Regions from separate parts of the Drosophila melanogaster genome. Here region 2 is linked to region 1. Evidence: chromatin contacts called from public Hi-C data. All regions are on one chromosome and are shown on one strand. The core of a region is the stretch at or near the end of the contact, and the rest is flanking DNA. Distances in the headings are between cores, read along the strand shown. Region 1 holds the start of Sap-r (Saposin-related). Region 2 holds the start of ATPsynC (ATP synthase, subunit C).

Region 1 (5,944 bases), core at 214-2,713:
CAGAAAATTATCTCGCTCTTGAAACTCCGAAATTAAACGTTAGTCCAATGATTTACTGCTTCACTTATAAGCGTGTTAATTGCCTAAATTTCCTTCACTGCTGAACTTGATTACTTGTTCTTTGGCGGCGGTCCACTCAATTGCCATAATATCAATCTCGCAGCCAGACTTCAAGTGTCAAGTGCAGTGTCTGGCTGCAATTAACCCTCTACTACCCCATGGTACCTCGCCTAAGGTCACATAAACCTTAAATTCAATTCCTATTTAATCGAGTGCAATTTAATATTTCCACAATTTTTGGTTCTAAGTACCAAGTATTTCAGCAAGGTCTCAGTGGGTTAATCTCCGTCAAAGAACCGAAATGCACGGCAGGCGTTGCAATCCACGGTCAACACGACAGGTTTCAGGTTTCCTTCTAAGCCCCTGAACAGCCAAATCGTTGGTTTTGACACAGATATAGCCATGTTATGGCCGTATTGGCCGGATCGGCGCTTGCATTTGGCATTTCGTTGGGCAAACACCACCAGATGACCTCGACTTTCAATCGCTGTGAGAATGTGTCTGGCATTCTTTGCGAATGTATCTTCAGACGATTCTCACACAGATCTTGATACGCACCTCGGAATCGAGAATTACACGCCGATAGGCATCGCGAGAAAAATCTACTAGCCGGCCATTACGAGTGAGATGCATTTTCCCCAACATTTATGCCTGCGAGCTTTACATCTGGGCAGGCTCACATCAATTAACCCGCAATTACAATAGAATTTAATCATGTGCCTGCCAGTTCACGTCGCACAGTTGGCCAAGTTGGCCAAAGGGGGGTTAAGCGATGGGGCTGGGCAAAAAGGGGCGTATTAATAACCGCGCTAAGTTCAAGAACATCGCTGATGGTTATTGTCATAGTTTCGTCGCGGCAATATGTAATTAAATCTGCGGATTGCAATCGATTATAAATACATTGTGAGGCATTTGCGGGTGGCGAAGGCTTTGTTTGTTGATTGAGTGAGTGATTTAATAAATTGTTCCGACTTTAGGAGCAATAATTTTCTTCTACGATAATTGAAGTTATAATTTGAAGGACAACGTATTCAAGTACTCCATGTACTTAACACCCTATAGAAAGGTGGCCCAAATCTAATAGTTTCATATCGGTTACTTAATTGTTTATTATACCATTTTAAGTTTAATGATTTGCTGACCCCATTTTATGATAGCTTCCTCGGAGGTTTTTATGGCTTTTTGAAAGGCAAAAACAGATCTCTGTTATTAACAGAGTGCGGTTCGAGTCCATGCTCCCCCCTGATTGCTAAGTATACACTGGGTTGGTTTTATGCTAAAAGCATTATCCAAGTCTTGCTCCATAAGTATCGTTAAATAAATTTAACAATAATTCAATCGCTGACTGGTCGCACTATTATATCGCTACGGTATATATTTGACGAAACAGACGGCGGCCACACTACAGACAAATAAAAAATTGAACCAATCGTTGCAATTGCACTTCAGTTTTCGTTCAGAAATAAATACGTAGCTGCAAATAGAGGACTATCTCCGCCGACATTTAAGAAGTACAGTTAAAACCGGGAAAATGGAGAGAGCAGGCCTCTTGGCCGTTTTGGCACTGTGCTGCGCCTTTGGTGAGTGGAGAAGAGATGGAGAGAAGTGCGAAAAGCGACGTTGAAAGGGAACCACAATAATAGTTTAGTCATAGCTTATTGCGTATTCGTGCTGTGCACTCTGTTCCTCAACCGTTGCTCTCTTTGTTTGTTTGCTTTCTTGCAGGCGTCTTCGCCGCTGCCACGCCCCTTTTGGGCTCCAGCAAGTGCACCTGGGGACCCTCCTACTGGTGCGGAAATTTCAGGTGAGTGCAAAAAAGTGGGTGATACAATAAACGGTATATTCGGATAAATCGCTTGGTCATCGAACACCACAAAGTTCTCGAAGGCGAAAAGCTAACCTCTCTTAACCCCCCTCCAAATAGCGATATTACTTCTCCGCCTCACTTGCCCATTGTTTGCAGCGAAGACTCGTCTGTTCTGTTTTGTTCTCGGCCGATAAGACTATCACTCGAATCGGGAATCGAATCACTTTGCTCTACATAGCTCTATTCGCCGATAACCCCTGTTATTGCAAACTTAACACTAGTGCCGCTCTAATTGCGTCCCCTTATTTTGCGTTGTATTGTTTTACAGACTCGATGTTTTCTCTGAGTGCACTTTTCGCAATACTCTCTGCCTTCATATCCCATATTTCTGGATTTCCTTTGTCTGCACATTCGCTGTACAAATCAAATTAACAGTACCGCCAGTCGGAACATTTAGACGGCAGAGTTAAGCGCTCGTAGGGGGCACAACTTTATCGACACCGATTATATGCATGAGTAATCCAGAGGAGCAGATCGTTTTGACACAGCTCCCTTTTCTGTGCACCGCCAAACAAACCACATGATTGCTTTGTTTATCATTGTTAATTCGCTGTAGGCGGCAACAGTTGTTCCTTATCAACGAATTCTGACTAATCCCTCAGGCGTATGATGAGTACAGGGGAACATCCGAAAGTGCAACTTCTAAGCCTTAACACAATCACAATGCACTTGAAACCCTTATCTTAGCCATACTCACAATTGTAAATTCCTCAATGGAGTGATATTACATTGCGGCCACAAAGGATCACCTTACAGAAGCTATACTGTACGTACATATGTATGTATGTTACACCAAGATAAACTTGAAAACATTTACATGGACTGCATCATTAATAGAGTAAAAGCGATCAATAGGCAACTGAAAACATTTGTTAAGCACCCATCCATCGCTTATCGCTAGTCGTAATTCCTTTGTTTATTGATTGATTTATTTTTAAATGGCCAGGAAAATCCGCCATTTCTGGCTCTTAACCGTTTCTTTGTTTCTCAATTGCAGAGTGTCAAAAATTAAAAACGTCGCCATTGCTGTTGAAAATTCAGAAAACAATATCTGTGAATGCGCAGCCAAGTGAATAATATATACGTGGATACGTCCAGATATATCATTCATACATATGTACTGTTTATTTCCGTGCTTATCAGTGCTGATTTTTTGCTATTTAGACGCTTTTGTTTGGTATTCCTGGCGATTCCACCGCAGGCGTCTCTTCATGTTAATGGAAATTAGCACTTTCCGTTCGAATCAGTCAAATCGATTTATATTGAACAAATATAGGGTTACTTTCCATCAAAGTGTTGTGCTTTAAATGCTATTTGCTTATATGAGATGATATGGGCTTTGATTTAGTCAGCATAAGTTTGATGATTATTAAACCATTTCGTTCCGTCTCGGATGTTCAAAAATCAAAATTATTACCAGTCCAATGCTTCGTTGTATTCATTGAAGACCCAACATTATCATGTGAGCTGTGGGTGCATTCTTAAAGTGGATAGGGGACTACTCCCTTTTTAGTGGACTCTGGTCTTTGCTGACTCGTCGATTCTGGCTTGGCCACTCGATTACGAATGCGGGTCATTTGATCCGAACAGCGGCATTTCGCACAATCAGCTTAGTATCCGACTGCTTACTCTGATGGGTTTATCTTAACAGCAAAAAAAAAGTTTGCTAACTTTATGTCTGCTTCCTTTCCAGCAACTCCAAGGAATGTCGTGCCACCCGCCACTGCATCCAAACCGTTTGGGAAACCCAAAAGGTGCCGGTGGACACGGACTCCATCTGCACGATATGCAAGGACATGGTTACTCAGGCCCGCGACCAGCTGAAGAGCAACCAGACAGAGGAGGAGCTGAAGGAGGTCTTCGAGGGCTCCTGCAAGCTGATTCCGATCAAGCCGATCCAGAAGGAGTGCATCAAGGTGGCCGATGACTTCCTGCCCGAGTTGGTCGAGGCCCTGGCCTCGCAGATGAATCCAGATGTGAGTTTTCACCTCTACAACACATCCTCCTAAACCTTTTATTGATATATAAAATGTTTCCCTTCAATCCTCAGCAAGTTTGCTCTGTGGCCGGACTTTGCAACAGTGCTCGCATCGACGAATTGTATAAGAACGGCATTCAGGCTGGTCTTGATGGAACCGTCCAGAATGAAGATGACAGCTCCGAGGAGACCGAGTTGGCCATGCAGCCTAACCAACTTTCCTGCGGCAACTGCAACCTGCTTTCCCGCCTGATGCACTCGAAATTTGCGGCTACCGATCGCGATGACATGGTGGAAACGATGCTTCATATGTGCGGATCGCTATCTAGTTTCTCAGACGCCTGTGCCAACATTGTGCTCACCTATTTTAATGATATCTACGACCATGTGAGCAAGCACTTGACCACGGATGCCGTGTGCCATGTGTCCGGAGTGTGTGCCTCCAGATATCACCAGCATGAAGAGGAAAAGCAACCGCAAGAAGCCTTAGTTGCCTTGGATGCCGGCGATGATATTCCATGCGAACTATGCGAGCAACTAGTAAAGCACCTTCGCGACGTCTTGGTGGCCAACACCACTGAAACGGAGTTCAAGCAAGTTATGGAAGGATTCTGCAAGCAGTCAAAGGGATTCAAGGACGAGTGCCTTAGCATTGTTGACCAATACTACCATGTGATTTACGAGACTCTGGTCAGCAAGTTAGATGCCAATGGAGCCTGCTGCATGATCGGCATTTGCCAGAAGAACTCCGCCTCCTCGATGAAGGATGTCCCAATCATGCCGCTGCTGCCTGTTATTGAGCCGGCTCAGGTAAAGATCACCATCGAGAAGCTGGAGAAGCACGAGAAGAAGCAACTGGGCGCCAGTGAGCCGAAGTTCAGCCAGCAAGAGATCCTGGACATGCAGCTGCCCATTGATCACCTAATGGGTGCAGCTAATCCCGGAGCTTTGGTCGAGGGTGGAGAGCTGTGCACCCTGTGTGAGTACATGCTGCATTTCATTCAGGAGACTCTGGCTACCCCCTCCACGGATGACGAGATCAAGCACACCGTGGAGAACATCTGCGCCAAACTGCCCTCGGGAGTTGCCGGTCAATGCCGCAACTTCGTGGAGATGTATGGCGATGCTGTGATAGCTCTGCTCGTCCAAGGACTGAATCCTCGTGACGTGTGCCCCCTCATGCAGATGTGCCCGAAGAATCTGCCCAAGAAGGAAGATGTCGAAGTGTTCAATCCCCAGCCAGCCAGCGATGAGCAGGATCCCCCAACTTGCCCTCTGTGCCTCTTTGCCGTTGAGCAGGCCCAGATGAAGATCCGCGACAACAAGTCCAAGGATAATATCAAAAAGGTTCTGAATGGCCTTTGCAGCCATCTGCCCAACGAGATAAAGGAAGAATGCGTAGACTTCGTGAACACCTATTCCAATGAGCTGATCGACATGCTGATCACAGATTTTAAGCCGCAGGAGATCTGCGTCCAACTGAAGCTCTGCCCAAAGACCACTTACGCTCTCTGGGACTTGCGCATCTCGCTGGAGGACGATGTCGATGGTGAGGACAAATCCAGCAGTGAGGAAATCAGCTTCAATGACATTGAGTCCCTTGAGGAGCTGCCCCCTCAGCTGGCCTTCGACCCAGGATTCACCGCTGCTCCGAACTGCCTGATCTGCGAGGAGTTGGTTAAGACCTTGGAGAAGCGTATGGGCAAGCACCCCACCAGAGACAGCATCAAGCATATCCTGGAGGAGTCTTGCGACCGAATGAGGAAGCCAATGAACACTAAATGCCACAAGGTTATCGACAAGTACGGCGATAAGATCGCCGATCTGCTGTTAAAGGAAATGGATCCCAAGCTTATCTGCACGGAGTTGGGAATGTGCATCCTGGCTGATCTGGATGATCGTGAGTATTAAATTCTAGAGCTACGTTAAGTATACGTTTAAACTAATGAATTTCATTTTCGTAATACAGTCGAAGTGGATGAGGCTTTGAAGTACGACGTGATTGCTCTGCCGCGCCAGGACAACAAGCTGTCTAGCAG
Region 2 (5,901 bases), core at 3,004-5,503, 330 kb before region 1:
TCTCAAAAACTTTCCAATAGCTGTGAAGAAAGAAATTCGAGGAACACAAGTCATTGACTGGAGTCTAATTATGTTGACATGGCAAATGCAGGGACACCTTTTCATTAAAACCATTTAATAACCTTCAAAGTTCATTGAATCATAAATGGTTGGATGGTTGAAATTACTCATCTCATAAGAAATAGAAAAGTCACAGAAATAACCTTGCAAACCAAAAGTATTTCAAGGTCAAAAGGGTTTGCTGGCAACCCAACCTTTATGCGATTTTCTTGTTAAGTCCCCCGATTTATAAAATCCTCATTTTAACTGGAATAAATCCCATATAATCTCTGAAACTGTACCTATTATGCGACTGTTTAGTTTGAAAATGAATCTTGGATGAAACCAAATGCGTTTTGGTGACTCATAGTTAGCTAGAATCTTATCTTTCAGATGAAATTCCCTGGTAAAATTGCAAAAACGATTTGACAGGTGCACAGGTACATTTGTTTGGTTTACTGCGGCAGTTAGCCTTTCGCAGCTGGTTATCTAAATGCGAGTGCAGAAACACTCATAAATAAATTATCCCGGGCATTTTCGGGACCGTACAACAGGTGCCTGGCAACTGTGAAAAGGACAAACCTGAAGGTCTCGCCGCCTTTTGCGTTGCCATGACAACCGAATCGAGCCGAAACGAAGCGACAACGCCCACTGAGTCCTGATAACAGGCACACATCCATATCCATGCACCCAGCCATCCATCCAACCATCCAACCATCCATCCACTCAGGGAACCCACGCATCGAATGTCCTTCGAGATAATGAAATGATGGGCATTTATAAGCCCTAGAACAGCTCGCTCACGTAATGGATACGCAATGGATGTGGGGAAATGGGCAAACGGGGGATGCGGGTTTTCGGGGCCTCGGGCGTATTTGGTATCTGGGCCTGGGCGATTTTGGGGGTGGCAGTTGCCAAGTGGGCGTATGCTCGTGCCTGGGCTTTATGTAATGCCCCGGGACGCAAAAGGGGGTGGTGGCTAGGTGGGAAAGCCTGCCCGGGCAGCCATTTTATATGTTCAAGTGTGCGTGTGTGTGTGTTGACCGTTATCACGCAGCAGTGGCAACAACAAAACAGCTGCCAACGTAATCGTCAGCTGAGCAACCCCTCTGCTTTCTCTTTCCAACCCCTCTCTCTACGCGTGTGTAAGAGAGCCTGATTGTGCACAGAGAAAAATTGAAGTGCAAAGGGTAATTAAATAACGTGTGTACGTACAGCTTACAAAGTAGGCGAGCTCTGCAATCACCACTTTACATTGCCCCTAAAGCATGAAAATGCATTGACTTGGATGAATGGTGATCTCACTCGTTAATTTTATGTGTTTTTGTAAATAAATTACACGACCTTTAAAAAGTACCTCATTCTAAAAGCAAAAAGAGTCAACCATACAAACGTACATACATAAAAATAACTCTCAGTGTAAGACGCACGGCATGTTCGGCATAAATAAAGCCCGTTAACGGTTAAACCACCCCCAAACCCCCGTTTTCGTAATGCGGCAACACTACTGAGCTTAACTCTATTGATTTTTCGCCCTCGAAAACCCCGCCCCTCGCCATACAATCACTAAAATTAGAATTTGTTTATTTCAGCCGGTAAACACACACCGTGGAAATGATTAATTGGAAGCCCACGGGAGTCACGTGGACGGGAAAGTTCAAGTATCGATTGTGATTGTGAGTGCGTGGTATGAGCGGAGGGGGAAGGCGCATGGGGCAGACAAGAAGCGCATCTCCTCCAACTTCTAAGTTCCAACTCCGATTACCGGATGCGGATACACCTGCCATGGAAACGAACGCCAGAAACAGCCGAACCCAAGCCAAGCCATGCGGACAGGTCAAAAAAAGGGCGCTCAACTCGCCGGTTTCCACTACACCGCAAACAACAACTAGATGCTGTGCTGGCCTTCCAAACACACACGCACGCACACACACAGACAGGCGGGGTTTTGAATGGATCACCGGCTTTTTTGCTTTTGTTTTGCTTGTGCTGCGCTCTCGCTCGCACCCGCACTTTCCAGCCAGCGCACCGATCAACGAATGCTGTACGCGCCTGGAAAACAGGGCGTGTGTGTGCGGCGTGCAGCGGTGTGTGTGGGCACAGGTAGCCATTTCCAGGCTTCCAGCATCGATTTTGCCTTTAAGTGCAATAAATGCCGAATGCAAACTGCAAATCATATCGTAGAAACAACATCCAATTCACCACGAAGCCGTTCACGCACTCACACACTGACGAACTCGCACACCTCTGCCCCGCTGCGATCCGATTTGTTTTTTTATTTATGCCGCGGCGAGTAAATAAAATAAACAAAACACACCGAGAACATCACGCGACGGTCAAATGATAGCGATATTTACGGTGTTTACGACCCGTCTCACCTATGTGGGTGTCCTCGATGTGGGAAATCAGATCGCTCAAGCTCGGAAACGTGATGCCGCAGCCATTGTACTTGCAGACGTTGATCAGGAAAACGGCCATAATATATATCGTATTATCATATATATATATATATCACGTATTCCGAAGAGAACGAATGTGGCGAGTTATGTAAAAAAACAGCAACTAAATCGGGGGCTGGTCAGTGTGGCCAGGTCAGCACTGCACCGAAACGTCCATTTCCAGGGCTGCAATTTCAGCTTAGCGGCGACTCCCACCCACTTCCAATGTGCTGTGGTGAGTTTAGGGGGTTATGTGGCGTTTGATCGGGCGAATACTGTTCGTTGGTAATCAGGCGATAATAAGTCGCTTTCGAAATTCAGCAGGAGTACATGGCTTGTTTTTTTGTTAGCGATGAACCCTGCTTGTACTGCAATTCAGCTGCTTCTGCCGTCTCTTTCCCTACGCCGCTGTTCGGTGTGGTGTGTTTCGCTCCTCTGGCGTTTCCTCACACACGCACACACTCATGCGCAAGTGATGTTATGCAATTGAGGGCTGCAACATTTTGGGGGGCGTAACTGGGTTTAACTGACTTCAAATTAGCATCAGTATTATATTTACTTACAGCATTCTGTGCTTCGATTCAGTTGCATTCGCAGTTGCCGCTGGGTAATTAAAACATAATTTAAGCCGACGTGACGTAGACACAAACACCGACGTCGAACGACGCGTAACGCTGCGTTTGTGGTGGTGTGCGTGACTGTGGTGAGTTTGCACGTACCAGGGCTGCACTGCATTCTCGGGCTCTTAGCGAGTGCACCCTCCTAACTAATTTAAGTCTAGCAGATACACCTTCCTATAGAACATTAAATATTTTGAGAATACAAACTTATATTTCGATGAAAATATGCCGGCCGGCTCTAGTTATTTACTAAGGCATTATTCCATAAGAAATTATTACAAGAAATAAATAAAAAATTTTATATTGTTTATTGCGTATAGAATTATGAAAAGATGCCAGAGGGCTCTAGTCGTTTCCTTTTGTATATATAGTTCCGTAAAAATTAATGAAAACAATAAATAATAATTAATTATATATTATATTATATATTATATATAATATAAAATTACACTTTTATTTCAATTTCGGGATAGGCATACTTGAAGCTTAGCTAAGGTTTATTAAAATGTTACCATATATATAATTTTTACATATGAATTTAATATTTTCCACCCCATCAAATATATTTTAAAAAGACAGGGAAACTTAGGGCACGATGAATATTATTACAACTGAAGTCTGGTTATATTTTATATACATAATTTCATCAACTATATTGATGATAAAAATATATTTCACAATACATATGTATGTAGTTAAATAAAAGAATAGATTATGTGCATGTAAAACACAAACGATTATACATACTTATTTGGCCCTACACTTGCCAAATTCATTGAAAACTTATCTAATTTATCTAATTATCTAATTATCTAATTTATCTATTGCATTTGCTGGTTGAAAAATTTTCAGAATGACCCGTTTTTATGGACCGTTCGCCAAAGATTTTATTTTATTAATTTGTAGTATAAATAAATAAACAAAATTAGAAAGACGCAGTTTCGTGGGAAAGGGCTATTTAATTGATTCTACGTATCCACTACTGTTATGGTCACACTGCGCCTATTGTGCAAGGGCAACCTCCTATTCTAGCAAAGACTCGCTCCTGGGGCGCGTCTCTGCTGAAAATGTGTAGCCAGGACTTGCACCGTGGATTGGGTTCTCAACCAAAATGGTATTTCTGGTACTTTCCAGTATTAAATCGACCTATCGTCCTTTTTCCCAGCTCCCGCTGACGGCCACACTTAGCACCCCCCAAAAGTCAGCGAAATTGTCAAATTCGTTTTACTGTTGTGAAGGGTTCGTTCGAAGTGAGTTGCTTTTTCCGGGTTTTTCCGTCCGCTGGCGGAGCACCCCCCTTATCAGCACCCCTCTGTTGGGTAACAGCCGTGCAAACGCCTCAGATAGCCAAAAAACGCGGAATTAGTGAAGAATCGTGTGAAATTTCGCCAATTAAAGTGCGAAACGTGTTTGATAATGCGCCGCCATCTTGCGGCACACTCGCACACACACACGTGTGCCATTCTGGTTTTGCAGTGGTGTGCGTGTGTGCCTCGAGTCGTTGCGTCACTGGAAAAGTTAGAAAATCGGCAAATTCGCAGAGGAAAAGCCAGCAAATCGGTTTCAATTGATGACTGAGCACAGATCGAGCTGAGAGTCGAGTGAAAATCCGGTGCGAGGGCAGATTTTCCGCATGTTACGTAACTTTTCTGAGGCGGCGTGGGACTTGATACAATGTATTCTTGGGACAGAAAGTCAGCCCAGAACTAATCGATATCTCCGTCTATATCTTTGCAGAGCCGTGCGCTAGCTTCAATTTTGTCGTAAGCAAAACAAAAAGGAAATTCAACCGAAAATGTTCGTGTCGACAGTCTCTCGCATTGCCCCAGTTGCCAGGAGCGCCGTAAGTACCCCTTCCCCATTTTTATGTCCGAATTGTGCGAGATAAAGTTAAAATGTGCAGGAAATTACATAATTATCGGAAAAGTGCATTGATTTTCCCGATCTAACCATTTGAATGCCGCCCTGGCGTGGTGAACTTCCAATGGCCGCGGTGAGAAAACACGGACGGCACACAGTTGCATAACTTTGAGGTTATGTGTGCGCCCAGTGGAATCTACTAATTAAATGCGAGAAATTGTGAATTATCGCTCAGCATCTGTGCGTAGAATTTAGTGAGTTCTTTTATTTGCAGTTTCAAAGGCTATCCCTTCATTGTATAACACCTGCTTTCAGGTCTGTGGTGTGTGTCTTTGAGGTTAGAACCGGCGAAAGCTTTCCAGTAGGGTGTTGAAAAATGAGAGGGGTGCGGGGTAATACAAATTGACAATAATTGACATTGTTTATAAAACTATAGTTGTTAATATCGGGCCACCAACAACTATGCTAGTAGCCTCTGAAGCACAACAAACACAGCAGCCAAAGTGCCAATCGAGGGAAAATTACTTAACGATTGCATAACTTGGCATTACAGCAGAGCAATGAACTTGGTCGGCACTCGAGGGTTAAGCAGCAGTATTAGTGTATTTGCCAAGATCCGGTCATGTGTGATCTAAATGCCCAAGCACTAAGTTTCTATTTCACACACAAATAGTTCTTACTTGTAGTACGATGTGAAGGAATTTCGGGTATTTATGGAACATTTTCCATAGCATTCCTATACTTATAAATTGAATTGGTAAACATGATAAACCATGAAAAGATTATATGAATCAATTCTCAATTTTTGTTGTCTATAAGCTATTAGTAGTAGATTAGTAGTGGTAATGGGGGTTAGGTAAAATATTATGAATTTTATGCATAATATATCTCTTATCACGGCCAGAAACTTTATCTCAAGCAATGTACACACGGCGTGGAATACC

What was found. A called contact is a pair of places that touch in the nucleus more often than the background predicts.
Region 2: a Hi-C map of the Kc167 cell line shows a contact between it and region 1, with 4 times the contacts expected there. The contact joins the promoter of ATPsynC here to the promoter of Sap-r in region 1. A contact is called at or near these places in 11 of 107 Hi-C or Micro-C datasets (the D17-c3 cell line, the Kc167 cell line, the S2 cell line and 4 more).

The regions. Positions count from the first base shown.
Region 1 is chr3R:30,884,581-30,890,524 of dm6, reverse strand. Sap-r (Saposin-related) reads left to right here and starts at 1,463. Exons shown (of 7, transcript NM_079858.4): 1 at 1,463-1,640; 2 at 1,786-1,864; 3 at 3,621-3,903; 4 at 3,978-5,805; 5 at 5,875-5,944. The coding sequence starts at 1,592.
Region 2 is chr3R:31,217,982-31,223,882 of dm6, reverse strand. ATPsynC (ATP synthase, subunit C) reads left to right here and starts at 4,253. Exons shown (of 4, transcript NM_143595.2): 1 at 4,253-4,347; 2 at 4,835-4,940. The coding sequence starts at 4,893. CG12054 reads right to left here and starts at 3,181. Exons shown (of 7, transcript NM_001260456.2): 1 at 3,041-3,181; 2 at 2,418-2,970. The coding sequence starts at 2,517. It overlaps mir-4949 (mir-4949 stem loop), which reads left to right and starts at 4,511; the gene lies at 4,511-4,609.